2 separate regions of the Solanum lycopersicum genome follow, and region 2 is linked to region 1. Evidence: chromatin contacts called from public HiChIP or PLAC-seq data. All regions are on one chromosome and are shown on one strand. Each heading gives the region's core, a stretch centred on a gene start, on an enhancer-like site or on the middle of the called end of the contact. The rest is flanking DNA. Distances are from core to core; before and after follow the strand shown.

Region 1 (5,826 bases), core at 2,403-4,902:
ACCCAATAAAGACACAATCTATTATTTTGGGTCTAATTTTAACTCTCTTCGGTAAAGAAATCTCTACCTTTGCTAAACACCCCCACACTTTGAAATATTTCAAGTTAGGATTTTCTTCCTTTCCACAACTCATATGAAATTGATTGTGTTTTTAGATGGGGTACTCTATTGAGTATTTTATCTGTAAGGAAGGCTTCCCCCTAAAGGTTTCACGGTGAACAAGAATTTATCATTAAGGTAATCATCATTTTCTTTAATGTTCTGTTCTTCCGTTCTGCCAAACCATTTCATTGTGGTGTATAAGGTGCAGTAGTTTGATGAATAATACCATATTCCAAACATATCTCTACAAAAGGAGATTCATATTCTCCACCTCTATCACTCCGAATCATTTTTATCTTTAGATTCAATTGGTTTTCCACTTCATTTTTGTATTGATTAAATGCATCAATTGCTTCATCCTTACTATTAAGCAAATATACATAACAAAATCGAGTGCAATCATCAATCAAAGTTAAAAAATACTTTTTTCCACCACAATATGATGTTGACTTCATATCGCATATATCTGTGTGAATTAAGTCTAAAGTTTTTAGAATTTCTTTCAACGGACTTGTAAGGATGTTTAACAAACTTATTTTCCACACAAATTTCGCATTTCGACTTATCACATTTAAAATCAGGCAAAACTTTTAAATTAATCAATTTTCGCAAGGCTTAGTAATTTACATGTCTCAAACGGGCATGCCATAAATCACTTAACTCCAATAAGTAAACAGAAGCAAAATTTTTATTAATACTGTCAACAACTATTACAATTAGTTTGAAAAGACCCTCATTGAGGTAGCCCTTTCCTATGAACATTCATTCTTACTTATTATAGTTTTATCACTAACTAAGACACACTTAAGCCCGTTCTTATTGAGTAGTGCAGAAGAAACTGAATTCTTCCTAATAGTATGGACATGCAGAACATTGTTCAAAGTCAACATCTTGCCAGATGTCCTTTTCAACATTACTTTCCCAGTTCCTGCAATCCTTACTGTTGTTGTGTTTTCCATGAATAAATCTTCATTGTACTCAGCAGGAGTGTACATTGCAAAGGCTTCTTTCGCAGAGCAAATATGTCTAGTGGCACCTGAGTCGAGAAATCACTCCTTGGGATTTCCAACTAAGTTACACTCCGATATCATTGCACACAATTCATCTACATCTTCCATCTTTTCCACGATGTTTGCTTGACTTTTGTCTTGGGCTTTGTTTTTGTCCTTTCTTGGAGCATGACAATCAGAAGAGCTATGACCAGTCTTGCCATAATTGTAACAGTTGCCTTTGAATTTCTTCTTGGCATATTCTGACTTCTGGCCGTTGGACTTCTTTCTCTTTTTGTTTTTGGTAGGATCTTCTTCAACAATATTAACTCCAATAATTGTTGAACTCTTACACAACTTCTTTTCGACGTTTTTGTTATCTTCCTCAATCTTGAGCCGTATCACAAGATCTTCAAGCTTCATTTCTTTACGCTTGTGCTTTAGATAATTCTTGAAATCGTTCTACGAAGGAGGTAACTTCTCATTCATTGCAGACACTTGAAAAGCTTCATTTACTACCATATCTTCAGCAATCAAATCATGGAGAACAAGTTGAAGTTCCTGCACTTGTGATCCAACAGTTTTATTATCTACTATTTTATAGTCTAAAAACTTTGCAACCACAAACTTTTTCAAGCATACATCTTCTGTCTTATATTTCTTCTCAAGTGCATCGCACAACTCGTTTGAAGTTGTTATTGCACTATAGACATTATATAAGTCATCCTCTAAAACACTCAAAATGTAACCTTTACATAGGAAGTCTGACTGTTTCCATGCTTCAATAATCATGAATTTTTCCCTGTCTGGCATATCATCAGCAGGAACTGGAGTATCTTCACTTGTAAATTTCTACAGACGAAGAGTGGTAATCCATAAAAATACTCGTTGCTGCCATCCTTTGAAATTCACACCTGTGAATTTACCCGGTTTCTCTGCTTGTGGTACAAGAATTCAGGTTGGTGCAGCAACAGCCACTGTAACACCAGTGTTTGCCATTTCTGTTAAAGGAGTATAAAATCACGAAGATTTTTGTCTCCACCAGAAACATTGATTTCAAAAAATTAATTTCCTTAAGATTGTCAACCAACCTGTGTTATCAAAACTAGAAAATTACTGATTTTAATAAATTGTTTAGAAACACAAAGTAACTGAAATTTATAGAACCAGTAAGCAAGATGAACAGAAAAATTTATTTCTCAACAATACTTAAATCTGCAAAAACTTACCAGAATCTGAAATAAACTTTTAGTTTGGAAGAAAATCAAGTCCACTGAATTCAGAATGCCCCTTTGAGAAAATTATTCCCCTGTAGTATCCGAGGTTTGATTTGGAATATAACACGAAGAAATATGTGTTTAGAAGAAGAAGGAAGACCAGAAAATTCGTTAGAAAATATTCTGAAGACTCAGTGGACACGATCATTAATGAAAGTTTGCAACCTTTCAAATGGTATTGACAGTTCCTGAAAGTTGCAACCTTTCAGAATAGTCATGACGGGAATTTTAAATTAAACCGGAAGCCGAAGCGACAACGGCACGAGGGGGGTCCCTCTTTCCAACCCTTTTAACAATTAATAAGAGTGTTTATGTATTTAAACTCTCCTATTTTCCTTTCCATTACCGATGAGGGACAATTGCCTTTTTTATTAAAGCATAAGACGACTTTTCAAGTTTCCAGCTTTTCAAGTTCCTCTCCTTCCCTCTATTTCTCATCAATTCTTGCTACATACCCAAAAATATATGTCAATAAATAGACAACTTAACAAGTCAATTGTTTTAAAAAAAGACAAAGGTAGCCTAAAATCTGTGATCCCAATTTGGTATTAAGATATTCAAATGTAACGCGAGGAGGACAAGGAAGCAATTGGGCGGCTGCTATAGATCCACATATGGATGACAATGATATACATACCTTTACCTAATAATTGTATCCACTAACGGTTTCCTTTCCAAACCCATGTGCTCCACAACTCAAATTTGCGTAAGGAGGTTGCAGTGAAGTGATAATTTTATTTATTTATTTATGAGGTTTTGAATTTGAGTGCTTTTAGATATGAAAGTGTTATTGTTAAGAAATATTTTTCCTTTTAAATGGAATTTTTTGATATTTAAATTTATATTTAGTTCAATTTTAATATGAATATTTAACACTAGGTGAAAAATAATTTTATTTTTTTCGCATAAGGACAACCGAAAGAAACCAAAAAAAAATTGGACAAGGACAACCAAAATTTACCAGCACATTGACAAAAACTCTAGGCATTAGGAATGTTTGGTAGAGTATATTAAAAAAAAATATTATATTTATTAATTGTATTTATATTCTTTCTATCATATTTATGGAGAATACTTTTATAAATAAAAATTATTTTAGAAATTGTGGAATTTATGATATTGTTAATATACCAAAGTAAGCAAAGGAAAAGAAATAATGTCAGTGGTTTAATAAAGTAAAATGAACAATAAGTTTCAACACAAAACATGTATGTATTGATTTAATATAAACACGCGATTCAGATAAGTTTTACCTTAATATGAGAAGTAAGAAAGTAAAAATCAATCAGTGTGCTATCTCCTCTTTTTTCCACACTTGTGATTAGTATCTCCTCCTTTATCCACAGTCGTGATTAAATATAGTTTTGTGCAACTCTAATATGAGAAGTTAAAGGTAGAAAGTGAGACAAAAAGAGGAAAATAAAATTACTTTTATTGAGTTCGTGCTCTCTGTTTGGTGCTCAAGAATCAAGAAAGATCCTAATTATTAATTTTAGAAGAGAATGTCAACAATGGCTACTTCTAGTGGTTACCTCACAAATTCTTTTTGTAAAAGGGCAATACATGAGAGTATTTCAGCATTCTTGATAATGTCAGCAAGATCATCGAATCTCAATTCCTCAAGCAAGGGGAAGAAACAAGTATTTAGAGAATTGCGATATGCCATTCCACAATCTGAGACTGAATCAACATGCAAATCGAATCTCCATTGTGATCGATTGGATGAACAAGTGTTGGATCAGGAAAATCGACATCAGTTCATGGCACATGAAGCAGTGCTTGATGAAGAATATTGGGTTAGTATCCTTCTTCATAATTTAAGATCCAATAGCTCGTGTTTTCACTATGTTTAGCTTTAATAATTGACAGAGAGCAGCATGGCTGCGAGCTGAATCTCACTGGGAAAATCGCCAACATGATCGGTATGCACCCTACCCTGTTATGCACTTAAAAAGTATGCATATAAATGAATCATTAATCAACTAGTCGGAATTGGCTATATGAATTCTTTATATCGTACTTTAATTAATATAAATGATCCATCATATTATGACAATTTTTATGCAATAATGGTATTATTATTATACCATCAACCAACACACCCTACCTTTGGTAGGATCGGATAAAATATCCAATCCAACCATACTTATCATAGATTAAAAAATAAATCAATGGGTTAGTAAAAACCTATGGCTTCACGAATAATCAGGGAAGTCAAAAGCTAATGGGTCGGATTGGATAGTTAACTACAAGAAATCTTTAATCATTTTCGTCTTTGATAATGCAGATTCGTCAATAACTATAAAAGGAAATATGCAGAGCAGGTAATTTACAAGTGTTACATGAAAAACGTATGCGCAGTGCATAATATCTCATAGTTCCACTATGCAGGAGTTTAATGCCTTGAAAAGAAGATGCAAATCACAAATTGGGCAAAGATGCACCTGCATTGTTGCGGTATAAATAAATCTGTAAACAGAAATTTACCTTCACATAATATTATTTTTCTTCAACTCTTGTCTTGCAAGAAAATTAGCTTCAAACTTGTTTTAGTTCATCATATCTGATATGTACTGTTGACATCAACAGGTACGGGCAGAAGATAAAATTATCAGACATACAGTACTTAACAGTGTCGTTGGGACACTAGATTTAATCATCGGGCACTTGTCAAGTGGAGAGTCTTTTCCCGGGGTAATTAATCTGAATAAATAAGTAACAATTTTCCCGTCAAGATTTGAAATGTCTTCAATTCAACAGGGAAGGGTGAATGCCCCTGATTTGAGCAACATTGAGAGATCATCCATTAATAGATATGGTTATATTGCAAATTTATGTGTTCTGAAATCTTCTCGAAGGAAAGGTGTTGCAAGAAACATGTTGAATTTTGCTATTAGATTGGCTAAAGAATATGGTAAGCAATATAATTTGGATGCAACAGTTGTAGAATCAATCACGAAAAGACTAAATCTGTTGTTTGTGTAATAGGTGCAGAAAAGGTGTTTGTGCATGTACATACAAACAATGGACCTGCACAAAAGCTTTATCAAAATGTTGGCTTTCAGGTAAAAAATAAATTTCTTTTGTAACTTAAGTTAATCTATTTTTGTGTTAATAAAAATTCCGTGTTTTACCAGGTTGTGGAAGTGAAAAATCATAAACTCGCTGAAGAACAACCTCACTTGCTTTTCCTCAGAGCATGAAACACATTGAATGCAAGTCAAATTTTTTTCTATTTTTTGGCTGATATATTTGGAGCAAACCCCTTCACATTCCATTTTTTCCACGCGTATATATATATATATATATATATATATATATATATATATATATATATATATATATATGCAGTAATGAAAACTTCAACTATGATTAAACAAATATCTGATGTATTCCTTTATTCTTATGAGAGACAGAAAATAAGAGAGGAAAAATTCATTAACAAGTTTCCGTATGTT
Region 2 (5,826 bases), core at 836-3,335, 300 kb before region 1:
AACAAAGTATCATTTATTGTTACACCAAGAGAATTCGGTTGACTTTTTAAAAAGAACTCAATCAAGTATTATTGCAAGAAAGGGTATTTTCAAAACCCAATCGACAAGTAAGATCCAATTTTAAGCCTTACTTCCAAGATTTGCATTTCATATTTTCATTTACTTCAAGGAATACAAAATTCTAATCTTTTGGACTTCAACAAGAGGAAGCAGATGTATGTTACTCCCTCCATTTCAAAAAGAATATATTTTTTTTTCTTTTTAATGTGTTTAAAAAAGAATGATCTACTTTTTTTTGGTAATATTTTAATTTCTATTTTCTACGTCACATGTTTAAGACCACAAAAATAAAGGACAATTTTATACATTTAACCTGACTTTAATTTAGGACCATAAAATACAAAAATCTTCTTTATACTTTTAAACTCCGTACCAAATTAAATCAAATTATTTTTTGTGAAACGGTAAAAGTATTATTTAGCATGTCTTAGTTGTCTGCATGAAGTAGGAAATATCATAAAGGGGTGAATTTCCCTAGCTTGTGTTATTTGTCAAGTTTATAATGTGATGGCTACCTGTCATGTTTAAATTTTAAAGTAAATGTTGTTTATTTAAATTATGCAGCATTATTTATTACAGATTAACAAAGGAATGAACATGAAAATATGTCATAATGTTGTACATAAAATAAAAAAAATCACATAATAATTTAAAAATATAATTGAAAATAAGTCTCTCGTAGAATCTCAAACCACACACAAATTTAAATTGAAAATAATATATCAAACATTTTATAAAAAATAATTCATGCATTACTAATTTATATATTACTTATTCTTGTATTGTTAATTGTTCCATTACTAATTCTTGTATTAACACTCTTTATCAAACCACCCCTAATAACATTATGACGAAGCCGTAATCTTAAATTACTTTGACTAAGTAGTGTTTGACCAGTATCCTAAAATTGATGCTAACGTTGTATTGTTTTCACTTCCTTGCAATTTCCAATTGGTTTGGGTTGACTTTAACTTCTCATTCACACATTTCGGACCAAATCAAATTAATATCACAAATATGTTTAAGTTGTCTAAAATTGCTCTTTTATTTTGCTTTTAAAATATCGTTTTCCCTTTAGCTAATTTCACTGTTTATTTTGTTAATCTTATTATGCTTTGCATTGCTTGATCGGTTATATTCAATAATGCATAGTATAAATGGTTAAATTAATTACGTTAACATTATTTTTTTAACCGTTTGAATTTTGTTAAATAATTGTGCATCGTACATGCGATTAGAATATAAATAATACCGTATAATAATTATTATTGATATTATTTGATATGCATACAAATAATATTAAATAAAATATATAATTAATAAATATAACTCTCTATTTCGTATGTATTAACTGAAGTACTGGAGGATTTTTTATTGTTCAAAATTTAATATGTTCGTTTGAATTTTTTCTTCATATTTGACCTTTACTTAAATAAAGTTTAATATTTTTTTAGAATATACAAGTATCTTGCTAGACTATAATCGTAATTTCAGAGACACACCTTAATTAAACTAAGATCTTATTACGATGATTTTTTTTTTACAATTTTGTGCACCATTTATTTTACGTGATACACTCCATGACTTCACGAAATTGAGGCGCGTGAAATATTTTTGGATGTTATGTAAGACAAAGGTGCACAAAATTTCAAAAAATAAGTTTAGGGATAACAAAACCTTAGTTTAGTTAACGTATATCTGAAATTTTGATCATAGTCTAGATACAATTGTACATTTTCCCTTTTTAAGATATAAAGTACACGACATACAAAGTAATATTTATAATTTATATAGGATAGTAATATAAAATATGATTTAAATTATGTCTTTAAATATTCTTTTATCATAAATTTTGTTAACATAAAATAAGAAGGAGTATCAAATATATAATTAAAATATAAATACTATCAAAACGAATGCAAACTTATAAGTTAATTAACTGTTAAAGTATTATCCGAATGCAAACTTATAAGTTAATTAATTGTTAAAGTATATTATACAATATTTTTCTCAGAAAAGACGTCAAGATATGATATTTTGAATAAACGGTGGAGATGGGAGGTTGAAACTAGTAGTATTCGGTTATTGTTACAGCTTGATGCAGGCTAGAAACCCTCAGTTTCTACTTTAAAAGATAATCTTATTAATTATCCAACTTGTAGTATTCTATTTTTCTCTCTCTCAGTCTGGATAAAGATAAGGCTCTCTTTATATTCCATTTTTCGTCCCCCTTTCTCTATCTAAATAAACACTCAAATAGCAGTATCAGTTTTTTCTCTCTATAACTTGCCTTTTAGATATGTCGATTGTGTTGGGAAGAAATAATTCAAGTGATCATCGGATCAAACCTTCTGGATTCACCGCCCACGAAATGACCTCTATGCCGATCTATAACTCGCCGGAATTCGGCATCGGAGATCCTCGGGACGATCGAAGTTCTTCTTTCTCATCTTCTTCCTCTTCTTCATCGATCGGAAGAAATAGTGATGACTCGCCGGCCGGTAGATCATCATCGGACGGGGATGGCGAAGAAGTACAGAGTTCATTTAAACCTGGAGGTTTGGACAATTTGGGGACCTTAGAGGAGGTTTTACCTATCAAGTATGTCGATTTTTCCCTTTTATTTGTTAGGTGAAAATATTTCTAATTTTTTTTTTCTAAACTTGGAATTCGAAGACATAGTATAGGTTATAATTTAATTTAACTATACACAGATCTGCAAATGTTTGGTTGTTTTTCTGCAGTTAATTTGGGGATCTGCTGTCTCTTAATGACTATCAAGGTTGCTTTAGTTTGTAGTTTGATATGTTGCTGAAACTTTGAGGAAAATTAGCCAAAAATGTTAAAAGGTGACGAAAAACTGGGTGTATTTTGCAGTAGGTCTGTTGGAATGCATCAGTTAGATGGTTTCTGTATTAGGAATTAAGGATCAACTGTTGATATGGCTTGTACAGTCTCTCTTGGTTATGTATGTTGCAAGTTCCTTCATTTTGTGGGTTTTAATCATAGTGGACTGACTGACTCGTTTAATAGAGGTCAAACCTTATTCTTTTCCATAGAAAATTTCAGAGTTTAAAACTTAGTTCGGATTTTTGGTTACAAGTATATTTCATTAACTTCATATCATTTAGGATGGTTATTTGTTATGGTAAGCTTGATGGAAGTGTGAACAACTCTGGTGTTGACATTTCGGGATGTGGTTTTGGGGATGATTAAGTCTTTGCACAATGGATGTTAAGAGCTAAACTAGTCGACCTTATACACTCATCTGTGTGTGAAAGATCTTCCATACACTGACATCCAGGAAATCATGAGATATGAAAGCATGTGTGTAATGTAATGTCTTTGAGAATGTATTTGATTATTCTGGGTTATTTCCTTTTCAACGCTCATGTGAAATGCTTTTTTGTTGGTTTGGTTTTTTTCCTTGGAGTATGGCTAAAATGCGGTGTGCATATGGATGATATCAGACTCCACCGTCTTTTTTACTGCTAACTAAAGGAGGCTGATATTCTCCTGAGTTGCTCTTAGAAGCTTGTAACATCACCTAGTATATATTGTTGTGTATTTGATTTAACTGGAAAATTGATTGTTGGTTTCAACTACTATTACTATTCTTGTTGTTGCAAACATTCACATGTTTTCTGGGTTTATCTGAAATCTTAGCCTTGGAACTTTATTTGTTTTTAAGTACTATTTCAATGTTCTCTACTAAGTCTGGAGTTTAAATGTTTATGAATTTTGTTGTTCATAAAGAGCAAACCATTTGTCCTATCATCGACCACTTATTCGGCTCGTCATCCCTGTTACAGGAGGAGCATATCAAAGTTTTATGCTGGTAAATCTAAATCTTTTACCAGTCTAGCAGATGCGGCTTCAATTTCCTCTGTGAAAGAAATTGTCAAGCCAGAGGATGCATACACCAGGAAACGCAAGAATCTGCTTGCGCACAACAATTTCTTTGGCAAAAATCGTAGTTATCTCCCAGGTATGGGTAATCGTGGTATTTACAAGAGACCGATCAACTCTAGAAGTTCATCAGCTCTAGCTGCAAGTGTGAGCTGCTCTGACAGTTCCGAGTCTTTGAACTCAAGCCCATCATCGCCTTGTCTCACTCGTCCTCCTCTTCCTCCGCAGACACGAAGGTATAGGAATGAGTCGTCATTATCTCCTCCTGACCGAAAATTGAATGCATGGAGGTCTTTCTCCTTATCTGATCTACAAGGTGCTGCTGCTGCTGCTCCCAGCTTGATGGGAATAAAGGAATAAAAGACAATAGTTGTATTCTGTGTCACCCTATGAAGACAAACTCAGATTTGTTTACATGGTGGTTGGCTTACTTATTGAATCGGTCATAGGTTTGGTTTTTGAGTCTCTGGCTGTCTGCCCATTGTAATTATTGGTCTGCCCACCGTCTGGTCATGTTATCCTAACAATATTACTTTTTTCAGTACACATTTTAGACCTTTGCATTCCTTGTTTCTTAAATGTGTTGTCTTGCGTCATTGGATAAAAGCTGAAAAAGGATCATGGTGTAAGGCTCTTTTGTCCACCCTCTGCGCCCTGTGTCTTGTACTCTTGTTCAATGCTGTTGAGAATGGGTGCTTAAAGTGCCAGGCAGTGCATCATCATCAGATGAATAAGTGGAGATGTTTGTTTTGGTATTTTGCTGAAATTGATGTTCAATTGTACTACTGGAATGACAATTGGAGTCTGCCTAACGTTAATGGGGCACTTAGGATAGGGAAAACACAACTGTTTTTTTCTGTGGCGTAGATTCAATTAAATATAATATGTCCATTATCTCCGTGGCGTACAAAATTAGAATTGTTCGACGATAACGTAGGGATTTGACTGTCAACTTCTCTTTCTAACAACATTGCTACTATTGACGGTGGAAACAATGAACATTCAAGTCGATTTAGAAATGCTAGGGGTGACAATCAATCGACGTTTCTGTTTTGTCCTCTTAAAAAGTGGTGCGTAGGGATGTCTGAACAACTTGAGCTGATTCTGAGAATGTTTAAAGGAAGAAAACTTAATTATGTCACTCAACCTTTGGAAAAAATTTAAATATGTCATTCGTTAAAAGTTTGAATAATTTATATAATTGCCATTTTAGAAAAGAATCATTCATGCCATTATTTTTAACTTCAATTTTCTAAAATTATTTTTATGCCCCAAACAACTTTTAACACTTCAATTAGGGTTTTGGATCAAATGCTCTTTTTGCTTCTCCTTCCTCAATTACTAAACCACATGAAATATTAACAACTCCCAAATTTTCAAACATTTTCAATTCTTCAAGAAATCATCTCAAATTTCGGTCACGTTATTAATTTTTTTAAAAAAAGAAAACTCAAATTTTAAAATTATTTGTTGAATTAAAAAAATCACCCCAATTAAAAAATTTATTCCAAAAAATTAAGATAAGTCAAAATTTCAAAAATCTACTTTGATTCATAATTTTGTTGTTATTATTTACATTTGAAAGAATTCCAAATTTAAACATCAAATTAGTGAGCTTCCTCCATTAGTGGAGATTAAACTCACAGAGAAAAGAGGAAGGAATATAGAGAATACAATGGAGCATTCTAGAATGAAGAGAGGATCTGTATTATTGCTTTCTCAATGAATGAGAAAATAAATACAATAGTTGTGTGTATATATATATATATATATATATATATATATATATATATATATATATAAATGAATAAAACATGGGAATAACTAGCTAACCAACTAATTGTAACAAACTACACT

Evidence for each region. HiChIP or PLAC-seq counts read pairs in DNA pulled down with a chosen protein or histone mark.
Region 2: an RNA polymerase II HiChIP or PLAC-seq map of leaf shows a contact between it and region 1, with 4 times the contacts expected there. The contact joins the promoter of LOC101263316 here to the promoter of LOC101263025 in region 1. A contact is called at or near these places in 3 of 8 Hi-C or Micro-C datasets (leaf and leaf mesophyll) and 1 of 1 datasets of contacts at active chromatin or transcription factors (leaf).

What each region holds. Positions count from the first base shown.
Region 1 is chr5:40,762,945-40,768,770 of SLM_r2.1, reverse strand. It overlaps LOC101263025 (GCN5-related N-acetyltransferase 6, chloroplastic-like), which reads left to right and starts at 3,652. Exons shown (of 8, transcript XM_004239270.5): 1 at 3,652-4,164; 2 at 4,238-4,290; 3 at 4,656-4,692; 4 at 4,760-4,825; 5 at 4,958-5,062; 6 at 5,129-5,282; 7 at 5,357-5,433; 8 at 5,506-5,816. The coding sequence starts at 3,871. The coding sequence ends at 5,571.
Region 2 is chr5:41,060,890-41,066,715 of SLM_r2.1, reverse strand. LOC101263316 (protein OXIDATIVE STRESS 3 LIKE 1) reads left to right here and starts at 2,085. Exons shown (of 2, transcript XM_004239272.5): 1 at 2,085-2,661; 2 at 3,873-4,548. The coding sequence starts at 2,360. The coding sequence ends at 4,329.